Regions from separate parts of the Mus musculus genome. Here region 1 is linked to region 2. The links are chromatin contacts, called in public ChIA-PET maps. All regions are on one chromosome and are shown on one strand. Each heading gives the region's core, a stretch centred on a gene start, on an enhancer-like site or on the middle of the called end of the contact. The rest is flanking DNA. Distances are from core to core; before and after follow the strand shown.

The links. ChIA-PET counts read pairs in DNA pulled down with a chosen protein or histone mark.
Region 1: an RNA polymerase II ChIA-PET map of memory CD8 T cells shows a contact between it and region 2, with 288 read pairs. The contact joins the promoter of Spag4 here to the enhancer-like site in region 2. A contact is called at or near these places in 8 of 39 promoter capture datasets (the HPC-7 cell line, Sertoli cells, embryonic stem cells and 5 more), 13 of 484 Hi-C or Micro-C datasets (the AML12 cell line, the P5424 cell line, Th1 cells and 9 more), 10 of 115 datasets of contacts at active chromatin or transcription factors (the 230-238 cell line, double positive thymocytes, effector CD8 T cells and 5 more) and 4 of 9 other capture datasets (adipose tissue, embryonic stem cells, liver and 1 more).

Annotation. Positions count from the first base shown.
Region 1 is chr2:156,060,772-156,066,709 of GRCm38.p6, forward strand. Spag4 (sperm associated antigen 4) reads left to right here and starts at 4,442. Exons shown (of 12, transcript NM_139151.4): 1 at 4,442-4,900; 2 at 5,363-5,467; 3 at 5,796-5,862. The coding sequence starts at 4,591. Gm39970 (a long non-coding RNA gene) reads right to left here and starts at 3,843. Exons shown (of 3, transcript XR_866890.1): 1 at 3,234-3,843; 2 at 1,197-1,356; 3 at 139-161.
Region 2 is chr2:155,978,162-155,984,124 of GRCm38.p6, forward strand. It overlaps Cep250 (centrosomal protein 250), which reads left to right. Exons shown (of 33, transcript NM_001130000.1): 19 at 983-1,150; 20 at 1,551-1,685; 21 at 3,222-3,344; 22 at 5,122-5,255. Among named protein-coding and RNA genes, the nearest start is that of 6430550D23Rik, 23 kb to the right of the region's middle. Within about 2 kb of position 1,325, at least 188 of the 459 cell types and tissues checked have an H3K27ac peak or open chromatin away from gene starts, as enhancers often do. A contact at or near this core is called in the 230-238 cell line, the HPC-7 cell line, the P5424 cell line and 8 more, where this site is marked.

The DNA.
Region 1 (5,938 bases), core at 3,192-5,691, 86 kb after region 2:
CTGTGAGCGCGAGGACCTCATGTCCTCTACACAAATGTGCCAAATGGGGAGGACAACTGTCACTTACTCTCTGCATTTTAGCCAGTCTGGAGTCTTTGTAGTATAGTCTCTGTGTGCTGCAAAAACAAGCTCTTTTGATGAGAGACAAGAGCTATACTTCCCTATGGACAAAAGAACAAGTATTTAGAATACAATTAGAAATCATATCGATGGGGCTGGTGAGATGGCTCAGCGGGTAAGAGCACAGACTGCTCTTCCAAAGGTCCTGAGTTCAAATCCCAGCAACCATATGGTGGCTCACAACCATCTGTAATTGGATCTGATGCCCTCTTCTGGAGTGTCTGAAGACAGCTAGAGTGTACTTACATATAATAAATAAATAAATCTTTAAAAAAATAAAAAAGAAAGAAATCATATCAATTTAGGAAGATGGTAGTAGTAGATTCTCCTCTAGGGTCTAGGGCCACTTCAGCCACAGAGAGTTGGCCAGGTCTACCATCCCAGGCATGAATTTCCTATTGAGCAGGTCTTCAGTCCAATTAGACAGCTGCTGGTAACTCTTGAGATGATAATGCCACATTGTACCATGGGGATGTCTTGCCAGACTGGTCATTATTGTGGTTCACAGGCGTTACAGCTGGATAGAAGTATTGATTGCTTTTCCCACTGTTCTTGTATAGTGGTTGTGATGCTATGAGAGCTAGCCCTCAGGGAGGAGGCTTCTGGGAAAGTTACAGTGCTATCCCTCCAAGTGTCCTAAGTGTACGGTGTTTCCAGCGATAGAGTCTTACCTTCATGTTCTGGGAGGCAACCTAGGACAAAGGCAGTAGCTTATTGCAGTGGCCTGAATGAGAAATGTCCCCACTTGGGGCTGGTGAGATGGCTCAGTGGGTAAGAGCACCCGACTGCTCTTCTGAAGGTCCTGAGTACAAATCCCAGCAACCACATGGTGGCTCACAACCATCTGTAATAAGATCTGACTCCCTCTTCTGGAGTGTCTGAAGACAGCTACAACTCACATATAATAAATTAAATAAATAAATAAATAAATAAATAAATAAATAAATAAATAAATAAATAAGAAAGAAATGTCCCCACTCTCCAGCTTTAAACAATTGGTACCCAGTTGGTAACACTGTTTGGGGGAGGCTTAAGAGGTGTGGCCTTGTTGGAAGAAGGGCGTCATTGAAGGCAACCTTTGAGAATTTGAAGGCTTGAGCCATTGTTTCTAGTTTGCTCCATTTTGTGTTTGCTGTTGAAGGTAAGAGCTTTCCGTGCGCTGCGTCGGATGCTCCAGCTGCCTTGTTTGCTGCTTGCTGACAATCGTGCCTCATTGCCATGACGCCTCTTAGCTCTCTGGAATCATAAGACCAAATCAACTCATTTTCTGGAAGTATCCTTGACCATGGAGTCTTATCACAGCAACAAAAACATAATGAATGTGTCTATATTGAGTGCATAGCCTGAAATCCCACAGAAGCAGGAAGGTAGAAAGGGGGAGCTCTAATAGGACATGGGTGCTCTAAAGTGGAAAAGGAGAAAAACAGGAGGTCATTCTAACTGGGGGGCGAGGGTAACACAGCAGGAGGAAAGAGAAATTACACTAACGAAGCTTGAAAACGTCATAGGGAAACATATTTTATAAGCTTACTTAACATATATTAATAACACAGAATTATATTAAGACATTATAATAACCATATAATAATAACACATATATTAATAACACTGCATTTGAGAAGCAGAGGCAGGTAGATCTGTCTGAGTTCAAGGCCAGCCTGGTCTACATAGCAGGTTCCAGGCCAGTCAGAGCTACACAGAGAAAATCTTTTCTTGAACCCACCCCCCCCCCCCAAAAAAAGAAGTGTACTATACATGTGAATGTTGTGTGTGTGTGACATGGGTGATAATGCTCCTCTCAAGAGCCAAAGACTACCAAAATCTCTAGTGCCAGGCATGGAAACCTCCCTTTGTACTGTTGGTTAAGGAGGTCCAAGGTTGCTTTTTTTTTTTTTTTTTTTTACTTTGAGATTTATTTCTTTTTATGTGCATTGGTGTTCTGCCTGCATGTCTGTGAGAGGCGCCAGATCCTCAGCAACTGGAGTTACAGACAGCTGTGAGCTGTCATGTGGGTGCTGGGAACTGAACTCAGTCCTCAAGGACAGTGCTCTGAACCACTGGGCCATCTCTCCTGCCAGGTCGCTCTCTTTTCAAGTAAGATCCAGGTTAGGTGACAATGACAAGGTACTTAAATGCTGAGGAGGCTTCACCTTCCTCTGTCAGAGAAACTGCAATCCAGTGGAATTTTCGAACAGACCCAGGGCAGGGTCAGATGGGCTTCCTGCTTTGCTTGCCTCCGGGGCTCTATGGAATCTAATGAAACATAGTAATGTCACCTCTCTAGAGCCTGGTACAATACAAGAACCTCCTCTGGACTGGAACACAGCTTAGCAGAACAGACTGTCTTTATACCTCAGCCTCTAAGAACTGCCACTTCCCCAAGCTGATTAGCATTCTAAGTAAGATGTGATGTGAGAAGAAAAACACCGGGTGGGTGCAGGATTTTGGAATTCTGTTTTTGTCATTGTGGTTTTATATAGCTCTAGCTGTCCTGGAACTCTTTATGGAGACTAGACTGGCCTTGAATTCAGAACTCAGAGATCCTTCTACTTTGGCCTCCATAGTGTTAGGATTAAAGAAGTGTGCTACCACCTTGCTGGGTCAGGATTCCCAAATTCAAACCTGTGATGCAACATGATCTCAGAGAAGTAAGTCCTTTTCCCTCGGGAGCTGACAGACTCCCTGTGTAAATCTTGCAGGTTGCACTACATTGTTGCTGTTCCTGGTACAGACATTAATTAGATACAAGCATGTAGTTATTCAAAATGTGGTTCTAGGATAGCAAGATGGCTCAGCAGGTAAAGGCACTTGTTGCCGAGCTTAAAGCTTATTCTCTCTCTGTCTGTCTCTGTCTCTGTCTCTTTCTCTCTCTGTCTCTCTGTCTCTCTGTCCCTCTGTCTCTCTCTCAGCTGGGAGTTGTGGTACATGCCTTTACCTCAGAGCTTGGGAGGTGGGGGAGGCAGGCAGATCTGAGCTCCAGACTGGCTTTGGCTGCATAGTGAGACTCTGTTTTAAAAGTGAATAGGAGGGGCCATAATAAATGTTTTAGTGTGTTGGATGATGCTCTGTTCCTTCCTAATATTTACTGCTTCCCTAAATACTAGGGCACTTACCAGGCTAGACCCGTCTAGGTACTGCAGGATACAGAAGTGAACAAAATCTAGGTGCCATTGTAGCTGGTCATGATGGACATGATGACATGCCCATAGTCTCAGGCTTGGGAGACTGTACCGGGAGTATGGTCCTGACTCGGGACCATCCTGGGTTATATATCCAGTACCAGGCTAGCAAAAGAATCAAAGCAAAACCTCTTGTCTAAATTACATAGGAGATTGGGGCAATGTCATAATCAATAAAATGTGCGGAAGCCCGGGGACCCATGTGCAGATACCCAGCACTGTAGGTAAAAAGCGACAGACCAGAGCTCAGGGGACTGTGATCCCGACTCTGAAGAGAGAGAAACAGCAGAATCCCTAGGACCCGTTGGTTAGCTCTCTAGTCAAACTTGTAAGAGACCGTGACTCAGAACAGAGAGGAGGAGTTGAGATGGCCCAGTGGATAAACCTCACGCTTGCTGCCTAAGCATGAGGACTTGCTTGTAAACCCCGAATCCACATAAACAGAGGGTGCTGTGGTACTTGCCTGTCACTGAAGCTCTGTGGGAGTAGGGACAAGTGGAACCATGGAGTCGTCCCAGCCCTCGTTCAATGGTTCTCAAACTGTGGGTCGGGACCTCCTTTGCAAACCTCTATCTCCAAAAGTTTATTCATAACAGTAGCAAAATTACAGGTTTTCTTTTAAAGACTTATTTATTTTATGTATATGAGTACACAGTTGCTGTCTTCAGACACACCAGAAAAGGGCATCGGATCCCATTACAGATGGTTGTGAGCCACCATGTGGTTGCTGGGAATTGAACTCAGGACCACTGGAAGAGCAGTGAGTGCTCTTAACCGCTGAGCCACCTTTCCAGTCCAACAAAAATATAGTTATGAAATAACAATGAGAATAATTTTATGGTTGGAGGTCACCCAACATGAGGAACTGTATTTAAAGGTCGCAGCATTAGGAAGATTGAGAACCGCTGGGGCCTAGTTGAAAAAACAAAACAAAAAAGTGAGCCCCAGGTTCAGAAAGAGAGAATCTATCTCGAAAGCTAAGGTGGGGAGCAGGAGAAGACAGCAGCAGAGATCAACTTCTGGATGGACACACACACACACACACACACACCCAAACCATGAACAAAAATGTATCAGGAAAGGGGGATGGGCTGCTGGCTCCCAGTGACGTCACGGGCGCTCTGTGACGCGGCTCCTCTGTGACGGTGACAACAGCACAGCAGCGGGAGGGTCGGCCGAGCCGCCGCGGGGCTCACGCAGGGTGCTACCCTGCGGCGCGAGGCAGCTGAGGAAGGGCCGAGGGCTTTGGCTGCGGCGACTTCGGCTTCCCAGAGGGGTAGCCCAGGTCAGGATGCGGCGGAGCCCCCGCTCAGGCTCGGCCGCATCCTCTCATAATCACACACCCAACTTCTACAGCGAGAACAGCAATAGTTCCCACAGCGCGACTTCGGGGGACAGCAATGGGCGCCGGTCCGCTGGGCCGGAGCTCGGGGAGCCCGAGGGCAGAAGGGCCCGGGGCTCGAGCTGTGGTGAGCCCGCCTTAAGCCCAGGAATGCCCGGAGGAGACACATGGGCAGGAAGCTCTCGGCCGAAGCTGGCGCCTCGGAGCCACAATGGGCAGACCGCCTGTGGCGCGGCAACCGTGAGGGGCGGGGCCTCGGGTGCGGGCGGGGTCGAACCCGGGGGCGAGAGGGCGGGGCGGGCTCGGGGGCGGGGCCCGGCGCGGACCTGGGTGCAGAAGCCCCGACCTGGCTCACGAGGGGACGTGCTCGACACGTGTCCCTCGGGGGCGAGCTCGGTGCCATGGCCGGTCCCGGGAGGGGGCGGAGGAAATCCTGTGCCTGGGCATGGCTGAGGAGGTGCCGCAGGGCCGGCGTGAGTGTGACCCTAGTCCGGCCGCACGGGGACTCAGACTGGGGGGCGGTTTCCACTGATTGAGACTCTCCAGCTCCGGGTCTGGGCGTGTGCAGGGAGTGTGACCTGGGGCAAAGGCCTGGACTAAAAGCCTGTTTGAGAGGCTGCCCAGCTGTTTGGCACTAGGGTCAGGAGCCTGCGCCCGGGCCCCGAGGGGAAGAGCGGGCCTGTGGTGCACAAAACCTCAATGGTGCCCTGGGCTCTTGCAGAACCGTCTGGATCTTCTGTAGTTTTGGAGGAACAACTCAACCTTCTCCCGATCCTGGATCTGAGGCAGGAGATGCCTACCCCGAGGGTGTCCAAGAGCTTCCTGAGTACGAGCCAGGCCAGCCCCATCCCCTCTGACCTTGGCACTCAGAACCCCATTTCTGCTGAGTCTGAGTCAGAGAAACCAGCCCAGATGCCCTTTGACCTCTGCTCTCGGACCCCCGCCCCTGTTCCCAGTTCTCCTCCTCGAGCCTGTGCCCTAGTGTCCAGCCTCAGCTCATTTCCCCAAACGACCCTTGCCTCCTGAGCCCCAGACTCTTGTCCTCCGCACCACCCCAGTCCCCACCCCGGCTTCTCTTGAGCCCTTCTGAACCTGCACTACCTCACCTTCATGGATCACCCTCTCTGAGCTGCTTCTCCGGTCTCCGTCCCTAGGCCTCCTCTTTCAGGTGCTGAGCATGGTGTTATCCCTGGCAGTCGATGGGCTGGTCTGTGTGTGCAGGTCAGAGGGAACGGCAGGGCTCAGGGAAGGGCAGCAGGGCTGGCCCCACCCAGGCTAGAGCAGATCCAGATCTGCT
Region 2 (5,963 bases), core at 75-2,574:
CTACTCAACTATTTGAAAATACCTGCTGTCATACCCACATAATTCCAAAAATGAGCAAATTTTTGGCTGCTTTCTTGTCAGCAAACTCACTGTAAAACATGATCAAGGGGCTAGAGAGATCCATGGTTAGAGAGTCTGCTCTTCAGAGGACCTGAGTTGGTCCCTAGTAACCACCTCAGGTGATTCCCAGTTGCCTCTAAAGCCTTCCTCTGGCCTCTGTGCCCATACATACATATATGCCACACATATACACATAAATAAAAATAAATATTCAAAAACAAAATAATCAAAAGTCTTAAGTTGATTCTCTCCCTCCAGTGTGGGTTCTGGAGCTGGGCCTCAGGTCTGCAAACTGACATAGCAGCTGCTTCTACTTTCTGCACCGTCTCACTGCCCAGGACGTGGCACTTTCAATAGCAAAATATTCTGCTCATAGCTAACCAGCACTGATAGACTATTTCTTCCTGTTTTGACATCACAAATTTAGCTCTCTGGTGGCCATACATTTAGACAGAGCGAACAACTTAATTTTGTTATTTTTATAGTTGGCTTTTTGACCCTGAAGGTTTGGTGTTTATGATGGTTGTGCAGTTGACATTATTTTATTTTATTTTTTGGTTTTGTTTTTTTGAGACAAGGTTTCTCTGTGTAGCCCTGGCTGTCCTAGAACTTACTCTTTAGACCAAGCTGGCCTCAAACTCAGATCCACCTTGCCTCTGCCTCCCAAGTACTAGGATTAAAGGAGTGCACCACCACTTCCAGTTTATATATTATTTTTTAAAAATAATCTTTTAAAAAAATATTAAATGACCTTTAAATTTTAGTGAGACAGGGATTTAAACTTCCCTGAGAAATGAGTCACCAGGCTTAAAGCAGTGCCCATGTCACAGTGAGACAGTGAAGAGATTCTAAGTCCAGACAAGCTCCCCGTCTCCTCTCTCACTCACTGGCTTTAACAGTATGGGTTCCTTTACATGATCAGGAGAAAGAGCGCTCCTGGCTGCAGCAGGAGCTGGATAAGACCCTGGAAACCCTCGAGAGGGAGAGAGCAGAGCTGGAGACAAAGCTGAGAGAGCAGCAGACAGAAATGGAAGCCATCCGTGCACAGAGGGAAGAGGAACGAAGCCAGGCTGACAGCGCCCTGTATCAAGTAAGCATCCTCGAGCTTTATATCCTCATGATGTTTGCATGCCCGGTCTCTTCCCCTCTTACTTTTCCATTCCTAAGAACAGGGCTCAGGAGGGGCTTCCTGAAGAGTGTAGCTACTGCCCTGCTGCCTGTGAGGAGACTAACATGCAGTTAGCTGCAAGCAGGCAGTGTGTCATACTTCCCGAGGGAGGGCCAGCATTGACCACATCCTGTCAGCTTATGAGCCGGTGGCAGTCTTTGCACTTCCTGGTTCTAAGTTAATGGTCCGAGACTTTCCCTTGCCCTCAGCCCCTCATCCTGTTGTTGGAAGACCTTGGAGCAGATGAGATGTGCTTATGGCCTCCTGGGTGAACATGATAATCCAGAGCCATGAAGCCCTTGCCCTTCCTGCCCTTCCCCAGATGCAGCTAGAAACAGAGAAGGAGAGAGTATCCCTCCTGGAGACACTGCTGAGGACCCAGAAGGAGCTGGCAGATGCTAGTCAACAGCTGGAAAGGCTGAGACAGGACATGAAGATTCAGAAGTTAAAGGAACAGGTATGGCGATGGCCCTGTGCCTGATCCTTCTGCTTCTACCACCTAGTGTGGACCATAACACCTCATTTAAAGTATTGTTAGGGATTGAACTGTGGGGCTTCAGTGCTAGAAGGAGGCAGTTTTTAATTACCTTTAAATTACATCTGTTTGTTTATTCTGTGTGCATGTGCATGCATGTACATATGGCATGACATGCCTATGGAATTCCCATGGTAGAGTTGGCTCTTTCCTTCTGCCAGCTGGGACCCTGGATTGACTTCGGGTCATCACACTTGGCAGCAGAACCTTCCCAGCTAAGGGTAGTTTTGAAGGACATGTTAGGCACAGGATTCCATTGTCAGAGGGCCCTGAAACAGACAGACAGAGGCTTAGGAAATATGGGGTAAAAGGAGGTACATGGCTCTAGTGTGATAAACTTGGGGTCAGTACAGAAGAGAGGAGAGAAGGAAAGGACCCCTCCTTAGCCATGGGAGCTTGGGGTTTGTTTAGAGGCCAGTGGAAAACTGGTGACTGATATTTTAAGTGTAAGAGAGATGCATGATTTTTTTATATTTATTTATTTTATGTATATGAGTACACTGTAGCTGTCTTCAGACACACCAGAAAATGGCATTGGATCCCATAACAGATGGTTGTGACCCACCATGGGGTTGCTGGAAATTGAACTCTGGACCTCTGGAAGAGCAGACAGTGCTCTTAACCTCTGAGCCATCTCTCCAGTCCCAGATTTATTTATTTTTATGTTATGTGTATGAATGTCTTGCCTGCATGTATGTATATATACCATGTTCAGGCCTGGTACCTGCAGAGGCCAGAAGATGTCAGAGCCCCTGGAACTGGAGTTAGTGAAGTTTTGAGTCACCATATGGTTTCTGGGAACTGAACCTGGGTATTCTGCAAGAGCAAAGAGCAGCCAGTGCTCTTAACCACCAACCATTTCCCTAGCCCCTCATGCATGATTTTATATATTCTTGTTTACGTTTTTTTTAAATTATTGTTATCTTTTGGTGGTTCTGGGGATCAAACCTGGATATGTTAGGCAAATGTTCAACTACTAAATTACAAAATTACTACATTTTTATTATTAACTTAATTAATTAAATAATTTTTGAGGCAGAGTTTCTCTGTTATGTAGCTTCTACATGTCTCTGCTACCCTAGAGCTAGGATTATAGGCATATGTCACCATGCCTGACCAGGATATCTTTTTAATGCTGTACTAGACCAGGTGGAAATGTGTGTGTGTGTGTGTGTGTGTGCAATTAAGTGGAAATAAGGATCTGCTTAGGAGGCTGCTAATGAGTCTGCTAGGGACAGTTACCAGCTCTTGGGCTTGCCCAGAAAAGTTGGCTGAACCCATGCAGGCATAGGAGGGGAAATGAGGTCTGAGAATAGAGGGAGAAAGTATGCATTGCTACTTCCTGCCTCAGTTTCTGCCAACTCAATAGAAACAAACAGACCAATTATTTATATAGTAAGGATTTCAGGAGCTAGCTCCCATGGGAGCTTTTCTGTACTCCCCGATTGCTTTCTATAGGAGACCACTGGCATGCTGCAGGCCCAGCTTCAGGAAACACAGCAGGAGCTGAAGGAGGCAGCCCAGCAGCACAGGGACGACCTTGCTGCCTTCCAGAAGGACAAGCTGGACCTGCAGAAGCAGGTACCTTTTTTTCTACTTGCCCCACAGCCCTTCCTTCCTACTCCCTTCTACAGACAGTGGAATCTGGGTCCTGCTTCTTGACCTCGGGAGAACAGAGATAGGCCACCGAACTAAATGCAGAGTTGAAGGGTGTTCAGAGCTGAGCATGTACCTTTGAGAGTTCTGGGATTGTATTACTAGCCCTCTTTATCCACAAATTCTGCCAATGGCCAGTTGAAAACATTGGGAAGGCTTTTTAGTGTAAATGTATAGACTTTTTTTTGTTCTCTAAAATATAACAACCGTTTACATAGCATTCACATTTCATTAGGTACTGTTTACATCATATTAGGTTTGGTAAGTAACTTGGAGATGGTTTAAAATGCATAAGAGAATGTGACTAGGTTATATTCAATTACTGTATGTTTAATCTCAGCATTTAAGAGGTGGACTGTTGAGATTGAAGTCAGTTGGAGCTGCAGAGTGGGATTCTGTCTCTAAAACAAGAGCCGGTTAGGAAGATGGCTGCACTGATAAAGTACCTGCTACACAGCGTTAGGGTCCGAGTTGAGATTCTCAGCCCCCTCATGAAGATCTGGGTGTGAAGGCAGGTGCTGACCCTAGCGCTGAAGAGGCAGAGGCAGGAGGATCTCTGGAGCTCACTGGTCGGCTGATCCTGCTGAAAGTAAATTCCAGGTTTAAGGAGAAAGAGAGACCCTGCCTCAAAAAAAAAAAAAAAGGAAAAAAAAAGGCTAGAGAATGATAGAGGACACATATTAACCTCTGACCTACCTGTGCACACACATTTGCACTTACACACACACACATTTTGATTGTGATTTCCAGTGGAGATGTGTTACAGGACACTGCAACCACTGCTTTCCACTTGTCTGGAATGACCCTAAGCTGACTTTTCTAAAGCAAGCCAGTTTGGGTTGTTTTTCCTGTCCTCGCTGAAATCTTATGTCCATATTTACCAGATGGCTTTTCCTTCTCATAAGCCTATAACAGAGGATGTTCTAAGGTTTGTTTGTTTGTTTGTTTTTTCCTGGAACTCACTCTGTAGACCAGGCTGTCCTCGAACTCAGAAATCCACCTGCCTCTGCCTCCCAAGTGCTGGGATTAAAGGCATGCACCACCACCACCGCCTGGCTCGAAGTTTTTATTTTATTTTATTTTATTTTATTTTACTTTTTTGGTATGTGTGTGTATAGTCACTGTGGTCTTGCCCATCACTTTGCCTTTTGGAATAGTTGTATCCCAGCAAGGTTTTTATTCATGTCTGCATTTATGTAAGATTTCTCATGCTATGAAGACAAACAGGATGATTAAGAATGGGTTGTGTAGCCAGGCATTGGTGGTGCACACCATTACTCCCAGCACTTAGGACGCAGAGGCAGGTGGTTCTCTATGAGTTCAAGGCCAGCCTGGTCTATAGAGTGAGTTCCAGGACAGCCAGGGCTACAAAGAGGAAACCCTGTCTTGAATAATTAAAAAAAAAAAGTGTGTGTGTGTGAACTTGCATATACATCATAGTGAGGTAGTTCAGAACTAACTCCTACAAATTGTCTACTGTCCTCCACAAACATGTCGTGGCATGCATTCAAGTGTGTACACAAATAAACGAATAAACATGTAAATGTAAAGAAAAACATAGTGCAGGGACTAGTGACTCCTGCAGAGCTGTGGGGACGGCCACTGACTGGCACAGCTGACAGCAGCCTGAAGCCCGAGGTTAGACGTGTCTTCCCATGCGGCCCGTCTTTGCCATCTCAGCCTCATGCTTGTCACCTTCCAGGTAGAGGACCTAATGTCTCAGCTGGTAGCCCACGATGACTCCCAGAGGCTGGTGAAAGAAGAGATTGAAGAGAAGGTGAAAGTGGCTCAAGAATGCAGCCGGATTCAGAAGGAACTGGAGAAAGAGAACGCCAGGTAGGCTAGACAGCCAGAGGGGTAGCTTTTCCTTCTCACTGTGTCTGTGTCTCCACAGTTCTCCACGTGTCACTGTGGCATGTTCTGTGCATGGTTTTCTTGACTTCTGTGTCTACTCCAGGGTACACATGTAGCCATCTGGAGTAGACATGGTCTCTACCTCAAATCTTATACTTGACTCATTTACTTATTATTTAGAAAAGACCATTGATGCACTGTTGTCTTATGGCAATGTGGTCCCCACTTCAATAAATATACCTGTAGGGAAAATTTTAATCAAACAGTTTTTTAAGATACATTGTTATAGATTTTTGCACGTTGTATGGAGGAAAGAAGCCAGGTGTTGTTGTGGGGGGTGGAGGGTGGGGGAAAGACTTGCTTTAGAAGGGTGTAGGGAAAGTCTTTCCCAGGAAGTTGAATTTAAACGGAATGCTAAGCTGAGTGTGATGGTGCACCCCTTTAATCTCAGCACTCAGGAGGCAGAGGCAGGCAGATCTTTGAGGCTAGCCTGATCTACATAGTGAGAAAATGAGTGCCAGGGCAGCCAGGACTACACAGAGAAACCCTGAAACAAACCAAGAAATAAATACACGGCTACACAGAGAATCCATTAAATAAATAGATACATAGATAAACAAATACACAGCTACACAGATAAACACTGAAACAAACAAACAAACAAAGGAACCCTGAAATAAACAAGAAAAC